3 separate regions of the Mus musculus genome follow, and regions 1 and 3 are each linked to region 2. The links are chromatin contacts, called in public HiChIP or PLAC-seq maps. All regions are on one chromosome and are shown on one strand. Each heading gives the region's core, a stretch centred on a gene start, on an enhancer-like site or on the middle of the called end of the contact. The rest is flanking DNA. Distances are from core to core; before and after follow the strand shown.

What was found. HiChIP or PLAC-seq counts read pairs in DNA pulled down with a chosen protein or histone mark.
Region 1: a contact with region 2 is called in a CTCF HiChIP or PLAC-seq map of the NIH/3T3 cell line, with 6 read pairs. The contact joins two enhancer-like sites. A contact is called at or near these places in 2 of 15 datasets of contacts at CTCF or cohesin (both in the NIH/3T3 cell line), 50 of 484 Hi-C or Micro-C datasets (B cells, the C2C12 cell line, CD4 T cells and 35 more), 4 of 115 datasets of contacts at active chromatin or transcription factors (differentiating embryonic stem cells, embryonic stem cells, extraembryonic endoderm stem cells and 1 more) and 3 of 9 other capture datasets (adipose tissue, embryonic stem cells and liver).
Region 3: a contact with region 2 is called in an HNF4G HiChIP or PLAC-seq map of pancreatic cancer cells. The contact joins the promoter of Snx30 here to the enhancer-like site in region 2. A contact is called at or near these places in 3 of 39 promoter capture datasets (hippocampal neurons, neural stem cells and pre-B cells), 4 of 115 datasets of contacts at active chromatin or transcription factors (the NIH/3T3 cell line, memory CD8 T cells, neural tube and 1 more) and 2 of 9 other capture datasets (adipose tissue and liver).

What each region holds. Positions count from the first base shown.
Region 1 is chr4:59,755,103-59,758,320 of GRCm38.p6, reverse strand. It overlaps a transcript of E130308A19Rik not described here. Among named protein-coding and RNA genes, the nearest start is that of Inip, 27 kb to the left of the region's middle. Within about 2 kb of position 1,535, at least 54 of the 459 cell types and tissues checked have an H3K27ac peak or open chromatin away from gene starts, as enhancers often do. A contact at or near this core is called in the C2C12 cell line, the G1E-ER4 cell line, the NIH/3T3 cell line and 1 more, where this site is marked.
Region 2 is chr4:59,364,835-59,368,036 of GRCm38.p6, reverse strand. It overlaps Susd1 (sushi domain containing 1), which reads left to right. Exons shown (of 17, transcript NM_001163288.2): 10 at 2,123-2,315. Among named protein-coding and RNA genes, the nearest start is that of Susd1, 72 kb to the left of the region's middle. Within about 2 kb of position 1,651, at least 51 of the 459 cell types and tissues checked have an H3K27ac peak or open chromatin away from gene starts, as enhancers often do. A contact at or near this core is called in the C2C12 cell line, the G1E-ER4 cell line, the NIH/3T3 cell line and 4 more, where this site is marked.
Region 3 is chr4:59,803,583-59,807,164 of GRCm38.p6, reverse strand. It overlaps Snx30 (sorting nexin family member 30), which reads right to left and starts at 1,515. Exons shown (of 9, transcript NM_172468.2): 1 at 940-1,515. The coding sequence starts at 1,095.

The DNA.
Region 1 (3,218 bases), core at 286-2,785, 390 kb before region 2:
TTTCTTCAGACAGGATCTTAAGTAACCCAAGCTTATGTAGCCAAGGATGACAAACACCTGATCCTCCTGCCTCCCGCTCCCAACTGCTGGGGTCACAAGTGTGTGCCACTACGTCTAGCTAAGACTTCTAAAACAACCTTTTTCTAAGTTAAATGGACTTCAGTGAGCCTAAAGGAGGCAGGATTTGTTTTCCTAATTAATTGAGCGTGGGATTTGGAATCAGGAAGTGATGTTGGTTTACTTTATCCAGCTTACTAGCTCTGTAGGAATTTGGGAAGTTAAAGCAACTTATCTGAGTCTTGGTTGCTTAACAACTACCTGGGAATAATTAGACACACTCTGCAGAGCCATTGTGAAGGTTAAGGGAACTAGGCAGCCCAGGGGTGTCCTTCCCAGTGCTGACCGGTCAGACTTGGGTCTTCATTTGAAAAGTGGGTGGATGCAGTAGTAAGTCGCTCGCTCTATCAGCCTCATTCGATGAGGCTTCGGAGCTATTTTCCCTTTCAGTGGAGAGGAGGAAGCTATGTAGTCAGTATGAGTATTGATGGGGTTACTATGTGCTTACCAACAAATTAGACACTCTTTCTTTGGGGGGTGGGGTGCTCTTAAGCATTTCCATTGCTGCAGTAGCTGAGTCATGAGAAACTTGGGTTAAATGCAGCATGACTGTAATGAGCAACTTGAGGAAAATCTCCAGGACGGTAGGCACAGAGCCAGACATGCTCAGACTACCGTGGGCAACAGTCAAAACGTGGCTTAAGGATATTTCTCATTGGCCTTCTCCTGGCCTCTCAGAGAGGAGGGGTATCTAGTTCCCACCAGTCGGCTTTTCTTTATGTTTTACTTATTTATTTGAGACAAGCACTTGCTGTGTAGCTCGGGCTAGCCTTGAACTTGCAATCCCCCAACTCAGATCCCAAGAGCTGAGGTTCCAGGTGTGCACAACCACAGTTAGTTTAAATGGACTCGCTTATATAGACAAACACAAGGGACATCTTAGGAACAAGGCTGAAGCAATACAATGTTTTTCTTTTGACAAAGAATTCAATTTTTGTTGTGAAGAAGTGAAATTTCTTAAACTGGACACAAAATTGAAATTTTTACTGTGTTCTGTTCACAGCTGTCTGTGAGCAGCACCACAACAGGCTCAGCCTTAGCTTAGACTACAGCAGAGCTTGTCTAGGGCAAATCAGCCAACTTCCTTGAGGTCTTACTAGTTTGCATTTTCCATACATAAAGTAAGCTCGCCCTCACCCCCCTTAAAGAGTAATCAGTGTCTCATAAAAGATGGATACTTGAAAGGATGAGATATAACCATTTTGTTCATTTGAGTGGTAACAATATGGCCACCTTTAGCTTCAACCGACAAAATTAGCAATGTTGTCTAGAGATAACAAATTAACTTTAGAAACTGGAAACCTGGAAATTAGAAAAAAAAAAAAAAGATCTCTCAAGAAGGCATGGTAGCATACTGAGAAATTCTAGACTAGCAGTGTGACTCGTGAACCCTGGAGATGAGCCAGCCGAGAGATAGATACCATAGCAGAGCTGAGGGTGGTGCCAGCAGAAGCTGGCTGCCAAGTGAGCCGTGAATCATCGCCCAGGATCTGTCAGGACATTTCAGTTTCCACATAAATACTATCTTGTTCAGATCTTAATGGTGTGTCTCTGAACATGCCGAAATGCTTTACGCTTTTAATAAGATGAATTAATGCAAAAGGTAATAGAATTTCACATTTTTTTCCCAAACGCCATTTATGGGTCTCAGCTGACAAAGTAGAACAGAATCCAAGGAATGGGGACCATGTCACTTGACCAAAGAGAACATTTCTTTCACAGCTTTGGTTAGATACAGCATCTGTTTTAAAACACAGAAAACAATGGAAAAACTGTGGCCTCTGAAGACCCCTCTGGTCTTCCTTCTCTTGTTTTTGCTTGTGTGAGGTATCAGGCTTGGTTGTGCTGGAGGTAGAATTCACAGGCATGGGTGTGCTCACTGGACCACATTATCAGGTTTGGTTTCCTCTTCAAGTTTACAATGTAAGGAACAGAATCTCAGCAATGGAGGAAATAAGTGAAGCATGTTACTGACATTTTTAATTAGAAAGAAAGAAAACTCATTGCATGCCTAAGATACAGCTGAATGCCAACCTCTTCGTGTCCAGTGGGATCTCCTGCTGATAACCTATTACCTGGCAAACCATTCCCCGGAGAGAGGCCTGGGGCAATAGGGAGGTAGCACCTACAACTGCAATTTATTTATCGTTTATGTGTGTGGGTGTTTTACCTGCATGTATGTTTGTCCTCTATGTTTGTGCCTAGTGCCTGTAGGGGCCAAAAGGGGGTGTCAGATGCAGACTGTGGACTGCCACGTGGGTGTTTAGAGTGGAACCCAAGTCCTCTGAAGAATAGCTCTAGTCCTCTAATTAATGAATGTTAAGTGTTTGGGGGACAGAGTCTCATTCGGTAGCCCAAGATGACTTAAAACTCACTGGGTAGCCTAGGTTGGCCCTCAACTCATAGTAAACCTCCTGCCTCAGTTTCCTGAATGCTGAGACTGCAGGTGTGTGCCACTCTGCCTACCTCCCCTCCTGTTAGAGCAGTACAAAAGGTGTTGAGGAATGATCTCACCCAAGATCTAAGGGTCCTCTCAGAACACAGATGCAGGGCTCAGAGGCAACTTGCATCTAGGTTAACTAGGGAAAGAATGTTTTAGTGCTGGGAATGGACCCCAAGCTCTTGCACCTTCGGCGAGGCAAGCATTCTGCCATTGAGCCGCTGCCCCAGCTCAAACGTAAAGCTCTTGATAACCATGCCAGCTGTGGAGCACAGAAACCCAAAGGTGAGTGGAGACCAGCTGGAGCTTGCTGCATCCCTTCTGTGGCACCGGCACAGAGCTGACTGGAAAGTCAGAATAACTCAGCCACAAGCTCTCTGGCCTCCACAGCATGGCGTCCCAGGCACACAGTTACCTCGCCTTGCCAGTGGGCTCCCCCAGCTGCGCCACACACGCACACATCTGCATAGGTAGCAAAGTTGCACATGGCCATATGCTAGTCCTTGAGCATGTGTGTTACTCCCACGACCTGAGGAGACCTAACTCAGAAGAATGCTCATCCCATCAGGTGTAAGTGAAGATCTGACCCCTGAGTTTTTAGTATAATTGTTCACTTCTGAATTCTGAGCATTTACAATGTATCAAATAGGCGACAGGCAGT
Region 2 (3,202 bases), core at 402-2,901:
GTTTTTTTGGAGGGGGGAGGGTTAGCAACTTCAAATAGAATTATTTGTTGTAGTCCTCAAAAAAAAAATAGGAGAGAGAGAGAGGGAGAGAGAGAGAGGAATTCAGGCCGAGTGTGATAAAGTGAAAATCAGTTATTTATTCCATAAATATTTAGCAAAAGAATATCATATATTATGACCCAAGAGTTTCAAGTCAAACAAATACCAATTTACAAATAAACAGCAACTGTAATGAGATACTATGAATTTTTACATTTGACAAAAATGTAAAAATAATGGGATGGGTGTGTGTGTGCGCGCGTGCATGCATGCATTTACTTCTAAGTATAATTTTTTAAATATTTACTTATGCTTTACCTTAATGTGCATGCTTTGTCTGCATGTTCGTATGTGCACCGTGTATGTGCCTTATGTTCATGGAGGCCAGGAGTAGAGTGTGGCGTTCCAGATGGTTGTGAGTCACTGTATCCATGCTGGGAATCGAACCCAGGTCCTCTTTAAGAGCCAGTGCTCTTAACTGCTGAGCCACCTCTCCACTTCTCCCCAACAAGGTGTAATTTTTAAGAAGCAAACCCCACATCAATCGTATCATAGAAAACGTGTAGGGATTAGCTGAAGTGGGGGTGAAGAGGGGAGGTGTGGGCAAAGAGGAGCAGGGAGGTAAGGAGGAAGTGAAAATCCTAATCAGGGCTGGACGGTGAGAAAGAGCCCTAGAAAAGAGACACATTCAAGGACCCAAATGGTTTATTCTATGATAGTACTGAAGGAGTTCTGTTAAAGCTAGCCAAACACTTGGTTAAGAAAACCAGTGATTCTTGGGGCTGGGAAGACCGTTCAGTTAGTAATGTACTTGCCACCCTAAGTGTGAGGCATTGAGTTTGGACCCCATCCCCACCTAAAGAGCCAGGTACCGTGCTGTGTGCCAAGTCAAGAGGATTCCTTTGGCTGCTGACTAGCCAGGCTAGCTGAATCTGTGAGCTCAGGGTTCAGTGAGAAGACATCCAGCCTCAGGCATCTATGCACACATACACACCCTAAAACGACTGAAGAGTTAAATGGAAAAAATAAACTGAACTTTTAATATGTTAAGGATCCATTTATGTAATACATGGGATATAGTTACGTCCACTGGAGAAAAGTGAGCACTCAAAAGCTGTCCGCATGTGAGAATATACACACTGTTCATATCACATGTGAATACATTATCCTTTATCAGCAAGTGGTCCAGGAGAGCAGGGTACCATGAGATCTTGTGCCCAGCTCCCCTGGTAATGCTTTCTAGACCCTGAAGCCTGACTGTGGCATTGGACAGCTGGAACCATGTGGAGGACATTCATAGCCTTGAGTGTAAGGGACTCAAGTTTTGCTGATCTCTCTCTGAGGGTGCCTAAACTATCCAAGAGAGTCAGAAGGCTTGGGTGAGAGTTGAACCTTATGAGCCAGTTAGTTATCCAGTCTTGGATGATCTGTGAGGATGGTTCGTTCAGTGATTGAAAGTAATGGTGGAGGGTGGAGAGCCAACGATGGGAGCTTCATTAAACTCAGTTTCACCAGATAAACTGTACTGGTTGATAACGTTTGATCATAGTACCCTGGGATCTGTCCTGCACTTCCCCTGTGACTCGCTTCCTCTGTGACTCACTGTTGCTTGAGCGGTGTGATTCAGATCGCAGTATGTGGGATGCCTCCACTCATCAGCTTTGACCAGCTCTGATGGGAAGGAAGACGCAAGAGAAACCACATCGCACTTTCAAAGCATGGCCTGGGATAGTTCTCATAATGCTAAGTACCCCGCACAGTGGGGCTTCTCTATGGAGTCCTCAGGATGAACAAAACCGAAAGAATTTTTGCCCAGTAGCTTCGGTGCAGTCTCTTTCATTTGAGTGGGCACAAGGGATTGCTCTAGAACCGCCTGCCGTCTTGTTATTCCCTGTCCGTCGTTGGTTATGCAATTCAATCTTAGTCCTACACCTGCCTGAGAGGAAAACTGGGTAGGACAGGTGCAGGAGCTTTGCTGTCTTTAAGGTAATCCTACAAAGATTAGCAGAAGGAGATTTCTTGACAGTCTAGGAATCTGGCAGCCAGCAGGAAGCTAACGCAGCACTCTCTTTCCGTCTGACAGGTGGAGGTTCTGGGTCAGAGGTGGTATCTAGAGAGCTCCTACCATGCTGCTCTCTTTAACTTCACAACAAGAGACCGAGCTCCAGAAGTGTGTTTAGATCTGTACCCCGCTACTGATTACACGATAAACATCACCCTTCTGAGACCCACTGAGCCGCGCTCCGCACAAATAACCATAACAACCTCAGTGACAGGTAGGCACGGATGCCTTTCCAGTTTGTTCCTGGGGATAACACATTAGGTACGAGGGTTCATCGGCACAATGAGGGGAGCACAGAGGATGGGGTCAAGAGCCCTGCGTTCTACTTCTAATAAACTGCCAGCTTTGTCTGGTATTCCTGATGCTTGAATCTTACCAATCAGTCCTTCTGTACAATGTTTTGACTTCTCGAGGAGATTCCAGAAAAGGAGACTACATAGAGATTCCAGGCAACTTTAGAGTGGGAATTCTGTAAGGCTTCTGTCTCTCGTTTCAAATTCAAAATGGCTCTCTATCTCCTTCCTTAATGTCTGTTTGACAAGTTGGCTCACTGTGCAGCTGTGTTTGTTCCTTTAGATTCATGAAGCCCCATATATTTCATTTATGCAATTTACATTGCATCCTTATGTTTTTGCATACTTGGGAAATTATATATTTTCAAACGCATGGTTCTTTCCCACAGCCTCAAGGGCTGTCCTGAAGGTCCCTGCATTTACCATTTTGCTGAGATGTTAGCCACACCTTCACCTCCTTAATTTGTGCTGTCTCTGAACATTGTGGAGGCATCAATGTTAACGGGGAGGACATTCCTCAAAGGAGGAACATCAAATATGTACATTATGCCCACAGCAGCCATTGACACTTGTGGAGGCCCACGCCTGCTGGCCCTGTCCCAGGGGCAGGAACTATGTTATTCTGTCCCTATCAAGGCCATGCTGGACCTGGCAATCTTCCAGAAGACAGAAATGTTATCTCTGCTGCACTGGGCACTGGCTGAATCCAGGGGGTTCACAGCTGGGCCATCCAGGAGCATGGCCCCATGTAAAGAATAAGCTGTTACTTCTGTTTCAGGATGAGATGAACTAGAGTGCGTTGGCCTTA
Region 3 (3,582 bases), core at 266-2,765, 440 kb before region 2:
TATTTTAATAGGAGGAAGAGACCCTGATCTCAAGTGCTAAGAACAATTGGAATGTCTGCAACTCGTGACTAAGTGGCAGCAGGAGCGCAGATACAATCGCTGCTCAAAATCCTGGTCACAGCTGAAATGGAGATGGGGGCGGGGAGGGGGGAGATGCAGTCTCTTCCTCCTCCCCACGGGACTTTGCTGTCTCTCAAAGCAGCAGGAGAGTATAGCAAAACGACCAAGAGCCTCCCTCTGCACAAAGAAGGTCAAAGGGCGAGCTTGCTTTCCGTCAACCACAAAACCAGCCACTGCCAAACCTAATCAATGTGGTTCGCTATAAGAGGTGAATGAAGCCCTAGACAGAAAACCAGAGACTCTCCTCTAGCCGCCGCTGAGGTCGGAGTCAGGTGACTCCTGGGGCAAACAGCAAACCTAAACAAAGATCACTCCCCACATGACCGACTGGGGAGAAGATGAGCAAGGCTGCTCAGACCCACCCCGGAAAACCATTAGCCATTAACTCTTGCTTTTTTTTTTTGCAGTCCGGGGAAACTGGAGGCGCCAACAAGTTATTCCTATTCTGCAGCTCCTCTTCAAGGAATGCACCTAGAGGGGTGAGGGACCTCATTCTCGGGACACAGAGGCGAAGTACCGCAGCACACGCCCCGGGTCCCCACATGCTTGCTGCAACCCGAACCCCTCCCCACCAGCTGTCACCCGCGCTCGGGGCCACTCTCAGCCAGGGAAAACACATGCCCTCTGGCCGCTTAGCCTGCAGCTGCGACCCCGCGGGGGCAGTGAGAGGACAGGCTTTGGCCAAGGGCTGTTGGGGCCAAAGCACGCCTAACCTCCGGGAAAGGGGCGCCAGGATGAGCGCGGCCCAGTGTCAGGGGTGGTCCTGGATCCATCCTCCTCCCGCTCCGCCCCAGGAGTCCCCAGCCCCAAGCGCCCCACCTTGTCACCGAAGCTGCGGGCCATCAGTAGGTCCGGGCTGGGCGTGCTGTCGCCTCCCACGGCCTCCTCGCTGCTGGAGCCGGCTAGCGGGTGCGGCATGTCGCGCAAGGACTGGGGCCCCGTGGACGGCAGGGCCTTGGGGGGCCCGCCCGCCATGGCGCGCAGCGCTCGGGACCCGGGCCGCCGCTTACTCCCGCAGCTCTCCGCCCCACTCGGCCCGAGGCCCTGCACTAGCTGGTGGTGGCAGCCTCCGCCCGATGCTTCTCCTGCCCGCGAGGCTGAGCTTTCCCGAGCGTTACACCACAGCTCCGTGGGCTAAGCCGCGCCAAACCCCAGCACCTCCGACCCTGCGCCCTGCTAGCAGCGCCACGCCGCCCACGGCTCTCAGCCCCGCCCCCGCGGAGCCTCTGCCCGCCGGGAGGGAGGGCGGGACGCAGGGTGGGGCGGAGCTTGAAGGAGGAGGCGGCCCGCCCCGCCCACCTCCCGGCAGGAAGTGCGCCCACTGGCAGCTTCGCTGGGGGCTCAGAAAGCATCAGTGTGAGTTAGGATCTTCCAGCCACACTGCACACGCAGAAAGAAATAAAAATGTGGAGCGTGTCTTAGTATCGTAAAGGGTTACGTGGCTCAGAGGAACTAGAGAACATCCAGTAGAAAAACTAGAAGGACATTTAAAGAGGCAGTGTGGTATGTCTTCAACTCCACACTGAAGTCCCCATACCGACTGGCTTCTGCAGCTAAGCGGGGTTTATGTAAGGCGAAACCTCAGAAGCATGAGCATCCGTAAATAGCGTGTGCTACAAATGATTTACGGTCCTGACGTGCACACTTAGCCAACCAGGTCTGCAAGAACCGTGAGGTCCTAGTTGTTTTTCACGCATTGATGGTTCCTATACTGGCCTCGGGCCGAACTGAATTCTCCAGAGCTTTTATTCGCTGCCATGGTGGAGATAGACTGGGCTTTACTTCCAGCTCTTTAAAGTATATCATTGTCCCCTTTTCCACTTACCTGTCACTGGCGCTTCAGTCTCGAAGGTCAAGTTAGAGGGTCATCTGCCCATCTAGCAAACACGTAAATACTGTGTGGGGCTCACTGTGAAGAAAGACATTTTTTCCAGTCCTTGAACTTCTTAGGTTTGTCCAGTTTTCCTGTTAAAAAATGGTGACAGGTTTTAACATTGGGATTCACAAAGGTCTCTCTCTATCTGTCACACTTTCTCTAAAAACAAAACATGTAGAATGCAGAATTGAAACCAACCCAAAATAACTACCAGAGTCTCATTTAACTTCAGTGGCCCCCTTCTGACGTAGTCCAAAGAGTTGAGCCCTTAGTACAGTATCCATTGTCTTTTATCTCCTCCAGAGCAGTCTGCCTTGGTTGGGAAAATAATATTGAAAGGGCACTAAACAGCAATTTTAAATGCTGTATCTGCCTCATGGGAGTGCTAGGGTCTGATCTCCTGAGTTGGGCAAAATTGTCACTTCATTTATATCTAGGAGCTGCCTAAAACTATTGCATACCCTATTATCTTCATTAAAGTAAACAATACAAATATAACTAGAAACGACTGATCTATAGATATCTGGCAGATCTTCTTCTTGAATATTGTTATTTATTTAAACAATTAGGCCACCTCAACATAATGGTGCTCTTAAGATTTCACAGAAGTAGGGCTGAAGAGATGGCTCAGTGGTTAAGAGTATTGACTACTCTTATAGAGGTTCTGAGTTCAATTCCCAGCAACCACATGGTGGCTCACAACCATCTGTGATGGGATCTGATGCCCTCTTCTGATGTGTCTGAAGACAGCGACAGTGTACAGTGTACTCATATAAATAAAATTTTTAAAACAACACTGCTTTTATACAGAACCTAGATTTGACAATGAGGTGAAGTGAAAGAACCAACTCCTCAAACGTTGTCCCTCTAACCCCTCACATGTGCACACAATAAAATAAAACTGTCTCCCAGCCTGCCAGGTAGGGAGAGGGACGCAGAGGGCCATCCATGAGACACTGTGGGACTCCCAGGCTTGAGGCCTTTGCTCAGTGTTAGGAGCTCCTCAAATGTTAACTCCCTTCCTTTGCCCTCAGGTTTTTCTCTCCTATTCTTATGAAACGACAACCACAGAATATCCTTAATTATATGATGCATTCCAAACTCCATGTCCTTAGTTTGAGTCAGAATGAAACTGTTTCATGTCTCCCCACAGAGGATGGGGAGGAAGAGGAGGAGAGAGGAGAAAGAAAGAAAGAAAGAAAGAAAGAAAGAAAGAAAGAAAGAAAGAAAGAAAGAAAGAAAGCAAGCGACAGAGAGAGAGAAGGAATGACGGAAGGAAGGAAGGAAGGAAGGAAGGAAGGAAGGAAGGAAGGAAGGAAGGAAGGAAGGAAGGACCAGGTTCCTAAAGGGAAAGTTTCTTTATTTACTTTCCTGGTCTGTCAGAGGCATCTGACCACAATGATCCAAGAAGAGGTAGTCATCAAAACTAAAGAAAGTGAACTATGGGAAATAATCTTGGTGGAAAGTTCCAGCGTTCATTTTCAGCTGAGGCCTGCCTGTCCGTCCACCATTTCCTGATTCATTTCAGTGCTCCTTACAGTGAAGAACAGTTTCTGAAATAACCCAAGTCCCCGAGCATGTGACTC